2 separate regions of the Mus musculus genome follow, and region 1 is linked to region 2. A link is a contact called in public HiChIP or PLAC-seq data. All regions are on one chromosome and are shown on one strand. The core of a region is the stretch at or near the end of the contact, and the rest is flanking DNA. Distances in the headings are between cores, read along the strand shown. Region 1 has its middle 13 kb from the start of Rps6ka1. Region 2 overlaps Slc9a1 (solute carrier family 9 (sodium/hydrogen exchanger), member 1).

Region 1 (3,100 bases), core at 530-3,029, 520 kb before region 2:
GACCTCTAGAAAAGCAGTCAGTGCTCTTGACCGCTGAGCCATCTCTTCTGCCCTCCCCTTGTCCCCACCTCACTTTTTAAAAATCAGTAATGTAAGCCGGGCGTGGTGGCGCACGCCTTTAATTCCAGCACTTGAGAGGCAGGTGGATTTCTGAGTTTGAGGCCAGCCTGGTCTACAGAGTGAGTTCCAGGACAGCCAGGACTATACAGAGAAACCCTGTCTCGAAAAACCAAAAAAATTAAAAATTAAAAAAAAATCAGTAATATAGTGGTCATTATGGCAAACGTTCTAGGATTTTGCAGTGGAGAAATTGTAGGAGAAATGCCAAGACTGGCATGAAGTTGGGTTTGGGGAACAAAACCTAAGGACATACCAAAATCTCAATAATCAAGACAGTATGTTAGGACAGGGGAAGAGTCTCAAACTGGTAAAATCCCAGAGGCCACGGGTTTGATCCCTTGCACTAAATAAACTGGACATAGCTCTGCATGCCTATAAAAGGCCTGATGTTTTAAATAATACTACCTATCTGTCTGTGTGTCTGTCTCTCTATAGCTTTTTGAGGCAGACTCTCTCTATGCAGCCCTGGCTGTCTTTCTGCACTGAAACTCAATAGGCCAGCCGTTTTCATTCGCACTCACAGAGCTCTGCCTGCCTCTGCCTCCAGAGCGCTGCTTTAACAGTCTGCACCACCATAGCCAGTTCTTTTATAAAACAAACAAACAAACGCCCAAAGAGTGCTGCCTCCTGAGCATCCAGGCCCGGGGCTCTCTGCTCAGCTCTATGTTCTCTTTTTTAAATTTCACCATGATAACACAAATTGTTTCGCCCAACAGAAAGATCTCTTTGGGGGCCAGTGAAATGGCTCAGTGGTTAAAGGCGCTTGCCACCAAGCCTGACAGCCTGAGTTTGATCCCTGGAACCCACAGGTAAAAGGGGATAGCCAACTCCCACAACACGTCCTCTGACCACTGTGACATGCACTTGTGCATCCCTGCCCCAGTAAGAGGGCAGGGGGGCGGGGCAGGGGCAGCGGCAGGGGAGAACGATCTTAGAAATGACAATGGTTTTAGTGCTGGGGGTTGAAACCAGGGTTGTGTTCATGCAGAACACACAAGGCCACCACAGAGGTCACCCATGAAGAATGTTGTTTTGGTTTTTTGAGACAGGATTTCTGTATGTAGCCCTGGCTATCCTGGAACTCATTGTGTAGACCGGGCTGGCCTTAAACAAACAGGGATTCGGCTGCCTTTGCCTCCCAAAGTGCTAGAATTAAAGGCAGGAGGCACTCTGCCCTGCTCAGAGAAAGGACAGTTTGTTTTTTTGTTTTGGTTTTTTTGTTGTTGTTTTTTGTTTTGTTTTGTTTTTTTTGTTTTTTGAGACAGTGTTTCTCTGCATAGCCCTGGCTGTCCTGGAACTCACTCTGTAGACCAGGCTGGCCTCGAACTCAGAAATCCGCCTGCCTCTGCCTCCCAAGTGGTGGGATTAAAGGCGTGCGCCACCACGCCCTTCAAGAAAGGACAGTTTTATCACTAACCTCATTTAGAATTGCGGGAATGTGGAGACAATAAAAGGCGTACCCATTGTCATTACAATGTCTTAAAAGTCTTACAGAGAATGCATGGCTCAGTGCTTGAACAGAGCTAACAGGCCACCACCCTCAGTAGATTCTGCCCTAGGCCACCAGTTTCCAAGCTCTGACTAAGGTGAGCCCAGAGGTACCTCCCAAAGCTAACTTTCCAGTTCTGACACCACAAGGGCTGGTAGCAAGTCAGCGGCTGATGTAGGTCTTAGTTTCTTCAGAAACAAATCCATAAGCCACACCTGCCCCTTCCAGGCAGGGGAATGAAGACAGTGCCCAGAGATCCGCTGCACACATGGCGGGCCGCCACAGTGCCACAAAGGGATAGAGGTGAAAGGAAATAAAACTGTAATTCATGTAATGTATGTCAAATAGCCCAAAGAGTTGTTTGTGAGCTTTGAAACCTGGGGCTGAGAACATAGCAGAACAGACCAGGACATGCCCGGGCAGGCCCATCGCCTCCGTATCTCCCACCCCTCTGACCTAAGTTAAATGTTACAGGCTGCTGATGTTTAAATGGACCAATCATGTGAAACTGCGCCAATTCCTCCCCCAGCCCCACTCCTTTTCTATAAAAACCCCTAGCTTCCAAGCCTCGTGGTCGAATCCACTGTCTCCTGTGTGAGATACGTTTCGATCCGGAGCTCCGCCATTAAAATACCTCTTGTTGTTACATCAAGGTGTTGTGTTCTATTCGTGATTCTTGGGTGCACGCCGAATCGGGAGTTGAGTGGGGGTTTCCCCACTGAGTTCTTTCATTGGCAACCCTATCACTCTCTACAGACTAGATGTGATGGCTTGTCCCTATAATTCCATCACTTGAGACATCGAGGCAACAGGACTCTGGCTGGTTTGAAGCCACTCTGGTCTACATAGTAAGTTCTAGACTAGCCTGGGTTAGAGAGTAAGATACTGTCTCAAAAACATCAACAACAAACCCACAAAAGGGTGATGAGTTCTGTCGTCCCCACAAAGCGGCTCCTGAGTCCACATTCTGGGATAAGGGAAGGGGATCTGGGTGGATCCTATTAGCTCAGATCCTATTGGCTGGTCACAATGATGGGATGCTGAGCTGCTATTGGGTGGCACCTGGTGGGTGGAACATTTCCCTTCCTCAGGGTTGGGGCTCCAGAGAAGCAGCCTGAAAGGAAATATTCCACTTGGACAGGCCTGACCTGCTTGTTTGACTCTCTGTCTCCTCTAAGAATGTAAGTTCCTAGAGCCCGCCACACACTGTTTCCCAAGAGACTGATCGTAAATATTTCAGACTTCGCAGGCCATATGGTCTCTGTTGCAACTACTTAACGTAGTGAGAAGGAAGCACAGAGGAGCCACAAACGGAGCATGGCTGTGTTCCAATAAAACTTTATTTACGCGTGTTCAAATCTGAATTTTGTACAAATGTCATGCATCGTCACTTTTTTTTTCTTCACTTAAAATTATTTCAAAATGTAAAAAAACCATCAGACTCAGTGGCCTACACCTGTACTCTCAGCGCTCAGGAAGCAGAGGCAGGTG
Region 2 (3,237 bases), core at 114-2,613:
CTTCCTTCCTTCCTTCCTTCCTTCCTTCCTTCCTTCCTTCCTTCCTTCCTTCCTTCCCCCATTCATTCCCCAATATTTACAGAGGCCTTTCCTTGTGCCAGAAGCAAACAGATAAGAAAGTAAATACAGAGTATTACAGCTCATTTAAAATCTGTCCAGCAAGGTTCCTAGCTTTTACTGGTACCATATCAAGAAAGAAAGAAAGAAAGAAAGAAAGAAAGAAAGAAAGAAAGAAAGAAAGAAAGAAAGAAAGAAAGAAAGAAAGAAAGAAAGAAAGAAAGAAAGAAAGAAAGAAAGAAAGAAAGAAAGAAAGACAAGCGGGAGGGGGGACAGAGACAAAGAAAGGAGGTAGAATGAGAGGGCAGGGGTGGAAGGGATAGCAGAAGGAAGCAAGCACACAGGCCCTGCCTTCCAGGGGCTCCCATGCTCGCCCACATGGACGGACGGGGTCAGCCTCTAGTACAGCACGTTGCTCTGCTTTCGTTCCCTCCAAGGTTCCACTCAGGTCCCACCTCACCTCCTCTACCACTGCAGCTCTCAGGGACTGCCCACTCCCTCTCAACTTGCCCTCTGCCAAGAGTCTGCCCAGCCCTCAGACACATCACATCTATTATGTCTTGTCTCATCTCGTCCAGCCCTGAGCACACTGCGAGCGCCTGCTGAACAGGGCCCAGTTTTACTTTTTCTAGTGCATGGAGGAGTGCAAGCTAAGAGCCTGCAGGCAGACTACCACGGCTGTCTCTCCTGCCTCCTTTTCTTCAGGCTAGCCAGCACAAAAGACACAGCCTTCCCAAGCCTTACCCTGCATGCAGCAAAGGCTACACAAGTGGTGCTGGCTACTGACTGGGTTTGGTAAACTTCTGGGCTCTGTCACACATAAAGCTGTGATGTCAGACAGACTCCTCTCATTACAGAAGAGCCACTCTAGTTTGAGAGGCCTGGGAAGGAACAGAACTCCTCACCCTAGCCCTCAGTCAGAACACCAGAGGACATGTATTTACAGGAATTTGCTGGGATGATCTGGGGAGCTCCTGCTTTCTGGGAAGCAGTATTAGAATTCAGAGATCAGTCCAGCCTGATAACCAAAACCAGTCCTGCATGCTGGATGGGCTTGGGGGAGGAAATGAAATCAGCAGGATTCCAGAGAAGAGGGGCAGCCCACTGATCCAGGCCAACCTAAAACTTAGTTCAGTTAAAATTAGATTAGCCCATAAGATTAAAAATACCCACATATAATCACAGGCTGCCTAAAGTATCAGTTGATGTTTATTGGCATCTAAAGAGACGGTTTGGCCCAGTGCGGTGTGTGCAGACAACCTTGGGGAGACTCGTCTGACTCAGACATTTGCAGAGGGAGCTAGAGCCGCAGGAGGAGCCCACACGGCGGGCGGGCGGGCAGGCGGGCGGGATGACTCAGGAGTAACCCGGGCCCTGCCTGTGCTGAGCGAGACTTCTCTGCCTAGATCAGAAGAAAAGCAGGTGGGGGGCTGACAGGAGGGAGGAGCCCGGCTGCAGGCTGAGTGCAGGCTCTCCCCAGAGGGCATCTGGGGCCCCTTTGCCCTAGGTCCCAGTCATTCCTGGGTGTATGAATGCTACCTCTTAGATGGCTATTTCTTCACCGTGGACCCTGGACTGCGTCAGTTTTCCCTAAACCCTTTTTTTAAAACTGAGCAAGACAGAAGAATATTCAAGGCTTTCAAGGCTCCAGTTCAGAATGATGATGGGAAAATGGAAGTTCTCAATTGAAAGGGCCTTGAACATGACACTAGAAGATCACAGGCTCCAAAGTTGGCCTGAGTTAGGTTTGTTTATCACCGTGCAAGCAAAGCACCCAGGAATCTCTCAACTAGGAATTTAACAAGAAACAGCTAGAAAATAAAAATAAAAAACCCACTAATATAATTAACCACCAGATCACACACACCAGGGGATGGGCTGAGAGGTCTGCCTTATCTACAGCCACAAGGTCAGAGAAGACCAGAGCTGGGGGTGGGAGGTGGGCAAGGCCCCAGGTTCAATCCCCACAGCAAAAGAAGCAGAACACCTGAGATCTGAGGTCAGCCCTCCTCACTCTCCTTGCTTCCTCGGAGTTCCCACTGACAGTTGCTTCTCTCCTTCCCCTCTCCTCGGGTTGGGGTGGAGGAGAGCCTCCCACACGCTGACAAAAAGAACACTCCTACTTCATTTCTAAGGTTTGCTGCTCCACACACTAGGAGGTGAGGAGGCAAGCCTCCCTCTGACTTCACAGCCACATGGGTGCATGAGAGGATGCTGAGAACCTTGCTGAGTGACCAGAGCTCTGGCCGCCCAGCTCCTACAGCCCTCCTTTCCCATGGGAGAGACACTGTCCCTCTTAACAACCACCCAGGTTACCGATGTGGGTGCGTCCCATCATTTTCTCTCTCTTTTTTTTTTCTTTCTTTTTTTTTTAAAGATTTATTTATTGGTTATATGTAAGTACACTGTAGTTGTCTTCAAACACTCCAGAGGAGGGAGTCAGATCACATTACGGACGGTTGTGAGCCACCATGTGGTTGCTGGGATTTGAACTCCGGACCTTCAGAAGAGCAGTCCGGTGCTCTTACCGGCTGAGCCATCTCACCAGCCCATTTTCTCTCTTAAAGCACCACTTTGAATCTTTCTTGAGACAAAGTCTGGCTGTACTGGAAGTTACTATGGAGTCATCTGCCTGTCTCTGCCTCCCTCCTGATTGCTGGAGTTAAAGGCCTGCAAGACCACCACTGCTACCGCTGCCACTGTCACCACCGCCCAGCTGGATCTTTACTAACATTCAGTATGGCTGGGGGTGGAGGGATACAACTTTAACCCAAGTACTCAGGAGGCAGAGGCCACAGACCACAGACCTCTCTGAGGCCAGCCAGAGCTACAGAGTGAAACCCCCTGTTAATTAAGAACAAAAACAAAGCCACAAAGCAGTGGTGGTGCACACCTTTAATCGCAGCACTTGGGAGGCAGGGGCAGGCGGATTTCTGAGTTCGAGGCCAGCCTGGTCTACAGAGTGAGTTCCAGGACAGCCAGGGCTATACAGAGAAACCCTGTCTCAGGAAAAAAAAATTTTTTTTTTCAAAAAACAAAAAAACAAAAATAAAACAAAAAAAGAATCACAGTTTGCTGGCCAGGCAGGAAAGAAGACAGACAGCACCATGGCTAGCAGTCCAAGAATTGTGTCCTTCCCCCCACCTCAGGCAGATCACAATCCTACTTAGTGTTCTTAAG

Evidence for each region. HiChIP or PLAC-seq counts read pairs in DNA pulled down with a chosen protein or histone mark.
Region 1: an H3K27ac HiChIP or PLAC-seq map of embryonic stem cells shows a contact between it and region 2, with 5 read pairs. The contact joins two enhancer-like sites. A contact is called at or near these places in 3 of 115 datasets of contacts at active chromatin or transcription factors (embryonic stem cells, microglia and pancreatic cancer cells).

Annotation. Positions count from the first base shown.
Region 1 is chr4:133,899,115-133,902,214 of GRCm38.p6, reverse strand. No RefSeq gene overlaps it. Among named protein-coding and RNA genes, the nearest start is that of Rps6ka1, 13 kb to the right of the region's middle. Within about 2 kb of position 1,779, at least 37 of the 459 cell types and tissues checked have an H3K27ac peak or open chromatin away from gene starts, as enhancers often do. A contact at or near this core is called in embryonic stem cells, where this site is marked.
Region 2 is chr4:133,376,582-133,379,818 of GRCm38.p6, reverse strand. The region is part of intron 1 of Slc9a1 (solute carrier family 9 (sodium/hydrogen exchanger), member 1); the gene reads right to left. Among named protein-coding and RNA genes, the nearest start is that of Mir5122, 8.4 kb to the right of the region's middle. Within about 2 kb of position 1,363, at least 254 of the 459 cell types and tissues checked have an H3K27ac peak or open chromatin away from gene starts, as enhancers often do. A contact at or near this core is called in embryonic stem cells, where this site is marked.